2 separate regions of the Sus scrofa genome follow, and region 1 is linked to region 2. A link is a contact called in public HiChIP or PLAC-seq data. All regions are on one chromosome and are shown on one strand. The core of a region is the stretch at or near the end of the contact, and the rest is flanking DNA. Distances in the headings are between cores, read along the strand shown.

Region 1 (4,388 bases), core at 735-3,234, 160 kb before region 2:
GTGGTTTCCTCGAGGGCACTGGACCCGGCCGACCAGGCCCTGTGCGGCGGGTCCACCGGGGCCCGAGCCTTCTCCGCTCCCCGCCGGCCCCACCCCTCCCCCGCCAGCCCGAGGCCGAAAGGAGCTCTGTAGGCCCTTTGTTAGGCTCCGGGGTCACACCCGTGCCCCGGGGGCCGCCGAGGGGCGGGAGAGCTGTGCTGTCGGCGAGAAAGGACCTTCTCCTGCTCCTGGCTCGGAGGCCTCCTCGCCTGCTCACACCGTTCACGGGCCCAGCCAGTCTGGGGAGGGGAAGCCTCGGCTGACCCCGGCTGCTTCACCAGAGTGTACGGCCGGCGGGATTCCGTCTGTTTGCAAGGCTGGCTGCGCTGCCGGGGCCTAGGTGGCAGCGGCCGGGTGGAGAGGCAGCCGGGGCAGGCGTGGATGGCCTCCTCAGGCCACCCCTTCGATGGCCAAGCCGCCTTCGCCCCCAGCACTTGGGCTGGGGACATCCACCAACCTCCAGCACAGCCCGACGGCTTTCGCTGGTTGCCCCCAATGCGTTTTTCCGGAAGGGATAGCCGTGTTTGTTGGATGGGACTCAGTGAGCGATGCTTTTCCGCAACGTCTCTGTAGAAGGCCCCTTTCCCAGTGCAGGCTCATCCACACCTGCCCTCAATCCAGGGTCTCGCAGATGGGAAGGGGGTGGGGGTCTGCTCTTTGGATTATTTCATAGAGCCATGTCCTCCAGACCAACCATCCCCCTCGGCACCCAGGGACAGGCCAACCCCAGCCCGTCAGCACCCAGGGGCTCGGCGCCCGTGATTAGACTAGCAGGGAAGTCCGCTAGGAGAAGATCCTGACAGCATAAAATATAATTTGTGATCTAAAAGACAGTTTCCAGTATAATCTCATTATGCACCACAGACTCCCGGTGTTATTTTGTGGAAGGCGGACAATGATCAATTTACATTGACCCGGGGCTGGGCGAGCTTTTAGATGGTAATTGCCATATTGATTTGCATGCAAAAAGGAGACCTGCTAAAATTAAAGACCGGAAGCTAAATTAAACTAAATTTATTGTCTAGGTGCAAACCAGAGGAACTACTGGGGGGGGATGGGGGTGAGTCAGGTCGGGGTGCCAGAGGCTGAGCAGGTGAGAGCTTTGGGAGGTCACACGTTTGGGAGCGATCTTTGCCTTGGTGATTTCAAAATGGGGGGGCTGTTTAGGGTATGGGGACCCAGCGGGACAAAGTTATAAAGTGGCACTATTGCATTGAAGGCACCGGGGTCTTTTAATGCTAATAGTAACTGCAAGAGGGAGGAGAGGTTTATAGGGTTATAGGGGTCTTCCTGCACCATTTCCGGCACCCCCCCATTTCTATTGTTCTACCCGATCGCTCGCAATAGTGTCAAGGACACCAAAACCTCTTGCAACTGAAGGGTTAAGTTTTAAGAAAAAAAATAAAATAGACCTTAACCCCTCTCCCCCCCGCCCCCCACGGCAAGTCTTCGGAGAGAGCGTGAGTAGGGGGGGTGTTTCTGCGTGCGCCCGACGGGCAGGCCTGGACAGTTGGGGGCTGCGGGAGTTCCTCCCCGGAGGAGCAGCAGCCCCAGACTCGGCCGGACGGCGATCAGTTCGGGAAGCGGCTCGCTCCAGGTGGCCTGTGTCTCTGTGTGTGTGTGTGTGTGTGTGTGTGTGTGTGCGCGCGCGCGCGCGGGGGGGGGGGGTGTCGGGGCCACGGACTCTCAGTGCCCGGTGGCAGGCGGCCGGGGTGGGAGGAGGAGGACGGAGGGCGCCTCCCCAGAGGTTGGAAGGGCCTGCACGGAGCTTGCGGTGGGGAGGGAAGGCGGGGGCTGGAAACCTTGCCCGGATCGGCGGTGATCGCCAAGGCCGGAAAGTTTAAAAAAGAGAGAAAGCCACTGGCTGGGAGCCAGGGGCGGCCGGGCCGCCGGGGCGTGTTCGGCTGGCTGGCCGGGTGAGGACCCGGCGCCGCCATCGCCCGGATCCCTTCTGCAGCCCAGGCCCTTGCCCGCCCCAGGCGCTCCCGGAGCCATTTCACACATCCGGAGCCTCGGCCTTTGGAGGAGCCACCCGCCTGAGGCTGGGAAGCCCGCTTGGGCGGCTGAGTGTCCCGGGCTCCTGCCCGTTCCCCTTCCCAGCCAGCCGAATTGGAGATGGCCCTGGGTGTGGAGCCTGTGACTTCGGGGTGTGGGTAGTTCCCGGAGCATCTGAAAGCCTGGGGCAGACCAGGAAATTGGGGATGGGGCTGGGAGAAGGTTTTGAGCGCTGCCTGAGAGAAGGGGAGGAGGGAAAGGAGAGCTCTCCCAGCCCCCAACTTGTCTTGAGACTTGGCTTTTCCGCCGGACCCCTGAGGGTCCAGGAGGGTCCGGCGTCTTGCAAGCCGCTTCCATCTCTATTTCCTCCCCCAGCCCACTTTGGTCTCTGGGTTTTTCGTTCGGAGTCTTAGGAAAGATAAGGCGTAGGTGCTCTTTCCAAAGGGCTTTTGCACTCTCTAGGTAATTTTATTTATTGCTGTATGTGGCAAAACTGGGGTGGCAAGCCTAGTTCTGGTTTCAGGAATCAGCACTTTTTGCAGAGACCTAAGAGCAGCACCCACCTACCCTGGCCCAATCTGGGCTCCTGGAGGAAGGGAAAGTAGAGCCTCATTGGGATCCCTGGCCTCACACCAGGGTGTTTCGGTGCAGGGAGATGTGTAGGGTGTCGGAAATCTTGAAAGACTTTGTGTGGACCAAGAGTTCCTGGGTCCAGGAGAAACTGACTGGGTTCCAGGCTCCTTGTGGACGAGCTCCAAAGGCGTTAACCGCTCTCCTTTTACCCTGCACGTGACTACAAGAGCTAAGGAAGCCTCCCGAACTTCTCGGGGATTCCGAATGGCACAATCTGACCAATAATTGGCTCCTCTCCGAAACTCCAGGACTGAGTTTGACCATGGCCCTTTTTTTTTTTTTTTTTTTTTACTAGCTGTGTGACCTTGGGGGCAAGTTATTTATGGCCTCTGAGCCTCAGTAAGTTTCTTCATTTGTAAGACTGGGAATAATTACCCACCTTTAGGATCAAAGAAGAATACTTGGCACATAGTAGGCCCCGAGGATTCGTAATTGCTTTGAATGACTGGTCAGGTTCCTCTCGGTTGCTCCTCCTTTCCCTGCTGCCCCGGAGACCCTCTGAGGACCCCCGCCCCCAGACCTGCTTAGGCTCGTGTCTGGGGACCGACGTGCAGGTTAAGTTCCCCTCCAAGGGGATTCCTGAGGATACTCCTGGGGTCTGCCTCCGTGGGTTCCTCTTTCCCTTTGTTACAGTTCTTTGCCTTCTGGGTTTTAAAGGATTCCATATGAAAAGGCTTGGATCTTTTTTTTTTTCCTCCCCCTAAGTGGGATCATTTATATGGTTAGGAATTGATTCCAGAACCCGTTTCTAGGTGCTCTTTGGCAAGTCCTCTCCTCGCTCTTTCGGGGGAGGAAACAGCAGCGGCTGGAGGGGAGAGACCTGGTGGGAAGAGGTGAGAGGGTCTGGCCTGCTGCAGAGGCCAGAGGTGCTGTGGTTTGTTTGATAGGGATTAAGTCCGGATGTTATGAGGTCTCAGTGTGGTTTTCAATAAAGTCTGCCAGGGATTGCTTCTTTTATATCGATACGTATTTAAAAAAATTACTAGCATGAGAAGAAAACCAGACCTGTATGGATCCAGGCCGGTAGTAAGCTACTGTGATCAGGTTTCCTATTCGACTCCCAGAGGGGAAGTCAGCGTTTGATTGAAGCTACACTTGGTTCTTGACTCTCTGGGGATGCCGGCTCTGAAACAGGAGCCCTCCCTTTCTCTCCTCCACCCCCCCCCTTTTCCCTTCTTCCCCTAAAAGCCTTTGTGCTGAAAGAGCTTCAGTAGGCATGAATCCCTGGTCCCTCTCTAAAGAATGCCTTCCAGCCTTTGCTGACATTGTTTTGTGAACAGTGGGTTTTACCAGGCCAGCAGTTTCCCCCCGTCTTAGCTCACTATTTTAGAGGTTAGACTCTGGCCAGGATGTGCCCAACTGCAGTGATTTCCAGTGTGTGTAGCCAGGGCCCTGCCTGTAATCTGAAGACACCTTAACCTTTGCCCTAGGTGCCCCTGGAGTGTGTGTGGGGGGGTGAAGGTGGGGCGAGCACAGCCGGGGGATTGTCGGTAAGGGTCTGTTTGTTTTCTCCAGCCCCAGAGGCCCGAGTGAGGGCTGGGTGGAGTGAGAGGAGTCAGAGAGTGCGTTCCAGCCATGGGTCTGATTTAAAACTTGGTTTAATTGGAGAAACTCTTAGGCATTTAACAGTTCTGTACAAATGCAAACTTGAAATAGCTCTAGGCCTACGTCATTTAGGAAAGAATAAATGAAGTACAGAAATGTCCAAACTATGTAAATCC
Region 2 (4,434 bases), core at 1,035-3,534:
TCTGCTGGGGGTCCCGGTGCCGAGAGCCACACATGCCGCCCCCCTCGACTCCTCCCGCAGCCCCTGGAGAGGGTGCCGTACCGCGGCTAGCCCCATTTTGCAGGTGAGGAAACTGAGGCTTCGAGAGGGAAGGGGCTTGTCTGAGGCCACTTAGAGTGACACAAGGATCTACCTCACTCATGGCCCTGTGCTCTCCTCCACCTCGCACCAGTGCTGTCACAAAGACGGAAGAGATATCCTTGTTCCTTTGTCTGGGCTGGGGGTTGAGGGCACAGACTCTGGGAGCCAGGCCACTTGGGACAAATGCCACTCGACCTGTGTGACCTCGGGCAAGTGGCTCCGCGTCTCTGGGCCTCAGCTACCTCATCTGCAAAATGGGACAGGCACTAACCTGCCTCAGGGCGCTGATGAGGAGGAAATGTGTTAACACACGTCTTGGGAGGCTTAGAGCAGAGCGTCTCCTGTGTTGCTAAGTATAGATGCCATTTATCCTCCGTATCTGATTGCACCGCGGGTGGCCGTGACTATATCTGTCTCCCCCCATTAGACTGGAACTCCTGGAGGGCAGGGGCGAGAGGAATTTACAGCTGCGTGGTAGGAACCCCCATTCCATCCCACCTCTCTTGTCTGCCCCCCCTCCCATTTGGGAGGAATTCTCTGTGTTTGCAGATCACCAGGGGAAGGAATTAAATGGGCTCCTTCGGCCCTGGGGTCTTAGAAAGCCAGGCAAGAGGGAGTCAGGCAGAAAGGACAGTGGGTGGGGTGCCAAGATGCATGGTGCTGCTTCCCTGACTCCCTGGGCCCCTCCCTGGGAACCAGGCTGCCCCCGCTTCCCTGCCGCAGGCAGCCTGGGCCTGCCCTGGGCCCTTCGGGCCTCCACCCTTCCCAGAACCCCAACGAGTGTCTCCGGTTCTGGGCGCCTTGTCCTCCCCTGTTCCCCGCAGCAGCTCTGCACACAGCTCTCGGCAAGAGTGGCCAGAGCACTGCAGAGAGGCCTGTGGAAGGAAGGGCTTTGTATTCAAACGAGGAAGCTAGCCCCCCCCCCCGCCTCCCCCGGCTGTCTGCTTGCTGTCTGCTCTCCTGGCTGCAGACTTGCAGAAAGGCCACAAGCTGAGCCTCTCAGGACACGGCAGTGTCCAGAACACCGCTCCCCGCAGCTGCCCCGCTGGGGGAGGGGAGGGGTGCTGGGCTGCGCTGTGGGCAGGGGTGGAGAAGGACCCTTGGAGGAATAAAGGAGTCTGGTGCCCCCCTGGCTTGGTCCCAGGGCCTCTCGCGGCATTTCCTCAGTCCATCATCACGCTGTTCAAAAGAACATGAAAAAGGGAGCTCCTGGTGTGACTCATGGGTAACGAGCCCCACTAGCATCCATGAGGTTGCGGGTTTGATCCCTGGCCCTGCTCAGTGGGTTAAGGATCCGGGGTTGCCGTGAGCTGGGGTGTAGGTCGCAGACACGGCTCGGATCCCGCGTGGCTGTGGCTGTGGCTGTGGTGTAGGCCGGTGGCTACAGTTCCGATTCGACCCCTAGCCTGGGAACCTCCATATGCCACAGGTGCGGCCCTAAAAAGCAAAAAAAAGAAAAGAAGAAAATGAAAAAGAATCTGTATAACTGAATCACTTTGCTGTACACCTCTGAACTGTTTTCCACAGTGATTGCACCAACTTACATTCCCATCCAACAGTGTAGGAGGGTCCCCTTTTCTCCGCACCCTCTCCGGCATTTGCTCTCTGCAGGCTTCTTAATGGTGGCCGTTCTGACCCGCGTGAGGTGATACCTCCTTGTAGTTTTGATTTGCATTTTCCCGATAATTAGCCATGTTGAGCATCTTTGCATGGGACATGCTGGTGATTTATGGAGAGCGTGCCCTCCCAGGAGAAACTGGTGGAGGAGTGAGGGCAGCAGGCCAGGCAGAGGCCGAGATTGGGCAAGGATGTCGATTCAGGGGCCGTCTGGCCTCAGCTGGACCCTGAGGGGGAACTCTGGGGCGTCCGTTGCAGCAGAGCGCCTGAGAGTCAGAAAGTGAGGAGCGGAAAGAGGAAGGCTCTCGGGCGGCACCAGGAGTGGTGGCCGGAGCCCACGCGGGAGGGGGGCCAGGCAGGCATTCCCTGGTCCCCTGGCAAGGCTCCCTGTGGTCCTCTTGTTCCCGAGGTGTCCTGGAGAGGAGAGTGGGGCCCTGTCACCCCCACACAGGGACATTGCTGTATAGGAGTGCCTTCTCTAGTCCCACGGCTCCTTGAAGGGGGGTGGCCCTTTTAGTATTTCCATGTCACCACCGAGGAATCTGAGGCCCGGGAGACCTGACAGGGCTGGGAGGTGAGTCACCAAGGGAGAATTCACCTCCTGGGTTCTCTTTCCTCTGGGAGGAGAGATGCAAGAGGGGGGGAATCCCCCCCCCCAACCCGTGCTCCCTCCACCGCAGCATTCGTTCAAACACAAACACCAGGGCCAGGAAGCGGCTGGGAGAGGGGTTTCTGCGCCCCCCCAGGCCCTTGCCCAGCTCCCACTGGAGGCCGAGCCCTCCTTTCCATCTGCTTAGAATTGTCTAGCGGGGAGGGGGAGGGCACAGGGCACAGCAGGTGGTGGAGAGGGACCTGACTAGTCCTGGCCTTGCCACCAAATAGCATGCGACCATTTAATTTCTGGGCGCCTCCAATTCCTTATTTATTTATTTATTTATGTATTTATTTATTTATGTACTTATTGTCTTTTTAGGGCTGAACCCGTGGCATATGGAGGTTCCCAGGCTAGGGGTTGAATCGGAGCTGCAGCTGCCAGCCTACACCACAGCCACAGCCACGCCAGATCCGAGCCACATCTGCGACCTACACCACAGCGCACAGCCACACTTGGTCCCTGACTCACTAACCGAGGCCAGAGATCGAAAACTATGTCCTCATGGATACTCGTCAGGTTCATTACCGCTGAACCACAACGGGAACTCCTCCAATTCCTAATCGGTAAAGGGATGATGGTTGCCTGGCCCAGCACTTGACAAGCTCTTTGTGAGGCCCGTTCAGATCAGACAGCCAGGTCACAGCTCATCGCATGGAAGCCAGTACTGGTCTAGCATTGCTGCTATAACAAAAGACCACAAGCTCAGTGGCTTAGAACAACAGAAGTTTATTCTCTCACAAAGCTGGGGGCCAGAAGTCTGGAGTCAGTTTCACTGGGCAGAAATCGAGGTGTCAGCAGGGCAGCGTGCCCTCTGGAGTGTTCAGGGGAGAATTAATTCCTTGCCTCTGCCAGCCTCTGCTGGCTGCGGGCCTTCCTTGACCTGTGGATGCCTCACTCCAGACTTCAAGGGCAGCATCTTCAGATCTCTCTCTCTTTGCTCCGTCCTTACATGGCCTTCTCCTCTTGCATTTCATTCATGCAGACACCGGGGAGCAGGGAGGTTACACAGTAGCCCAAGGTCACAGCCGGTGAGAGAGCTGGAATTTGAACTCAGGCCTCGGAGACTCGAACCTGTGAGCTCTGTTCCATCTCTGCCAGAGCCCGCCCGAGCCCTGCCTGCCCGCCGGAGGCCCCTTTTGAGGCCGGCTGGTCTCCAGCGAACGAATCTGGTCCTTGAGGATCAGGCTGGGCTGCGGTGTCTAAATAAAGGGCGTCCTCAGGATTAGAGCAGAGGTCAGGAGAGGACGCGGGCTGCAGCTGACCAGCCCGACAGGGTGGCCCTGGTGGCCCATCAGAAGGCTGGGGGCGGGCGGCGAGCTCCAGCATCCAGCCCTCAGCCAAAGCCGGGCAAGCTGGGGTCTCCAGGGCGGGGCTCAGCCCCGGGTCAAGGCCGACACAAAGCCCTGCCGGCGGACTAGGACCACCTACATTTTTAAACAGATATTTTAGAGTGAAGGGGCCACGTCATCGCTTGGGGTTGGAGAGAGAGGACGGGCCTCAGGCTGAGGAAGAGAACCTTCTTTGCTTGAAGGATGTTTTCCTTTTTATCCTGATGCCTGCCAGGGACTTTTCTGCCGCCTTCTCGTTGTCCCGATGGGGGAAATGGCAGAGTGTGTCCGTGAGAGTGTTTAGTTCTGGGGAAAAGGTCAAACAAGCCTGCGTGTGCGTGTGAGTGTGCGTGTGCGTGGAGGGTGAGGGCATAGAGCGATTTAATTTTTTTTTTTTTTAAAGCCAGAAGTCGACACTGCTTACTCCATTCCACGTTTCTTACACAGAGAAAGGGAGCCAGAGCAAAGGATCTCAGAACACGGGAAACACAGCTGTGGCTGAAGTCGTATCTGGGTTAAAAACCCCAGGAGTGCGCCTCTTTAATTTTTTGGTACAGCAGGATCAAGGAATCGATTCAGTCTGGTTATGCTTCCGACCATTGTTTCTGTGGGCCGTGTTTGATCTGTGTTTCACGTGCAGATCTGCTATCCATGCTCTGAAAGAAATAATGTATTCTGCATTGCACTGGGTCAGGCTCAACCATGAAAACCCTT

Evidence for each region. HiChIP or PLAC-seq counts read pairs in DNA pulled down with a chosen protein or histone mark.
Region 1: a contact with region 2 is called in an H3K27ac HiChIP or PLAC-seq map of skeletal muscle. The contact joins two enhancer-like sites. A contact is called at or near these places in 1 of 47 Hi-C or Micro-C datasets (embryonic fibroblasts) and 1 of 2 datasets of contacts at active chromatin or transcription factors (skeletal muscle).

The regions. Positions count from the first base shown.
Region 1 is chrX:35,803,802-35,808,189 of Sscrofa11.1, reverse strand. All of the region lies in intron 1 of BCOR (BCL-6 corepressor), which reads left to right. Among named protein-coding and RNA genes, the nearest start is that of BCOR, 85 kb to the left of the region's middle. Within about 2 kb of position 1,984, at least 15 of the 83 cell types and tissues checked have an H3K27ac peak or open chromatin away from gene starts, as enhancers often do. A contact at or near this core is called in skeletal muscle, where this site is marked.
Region 2 is chrX:35,648,896-35,653,329 of Sscrofa11.1, reverse strand. No RefSeq gene overlaps it. Among named protein-coding and RNA genes, the nearest start is that of BCOR, 240 kb to the left of the region's middle. Within about 2 kb of position 2,284, at least 5 of the 83 cell types and tissues checked have an H3K27ac peak or open chromatin away from gene starts, as enhancers often do. A contact at or near this core is called in skeletal muscle, where this site is marked.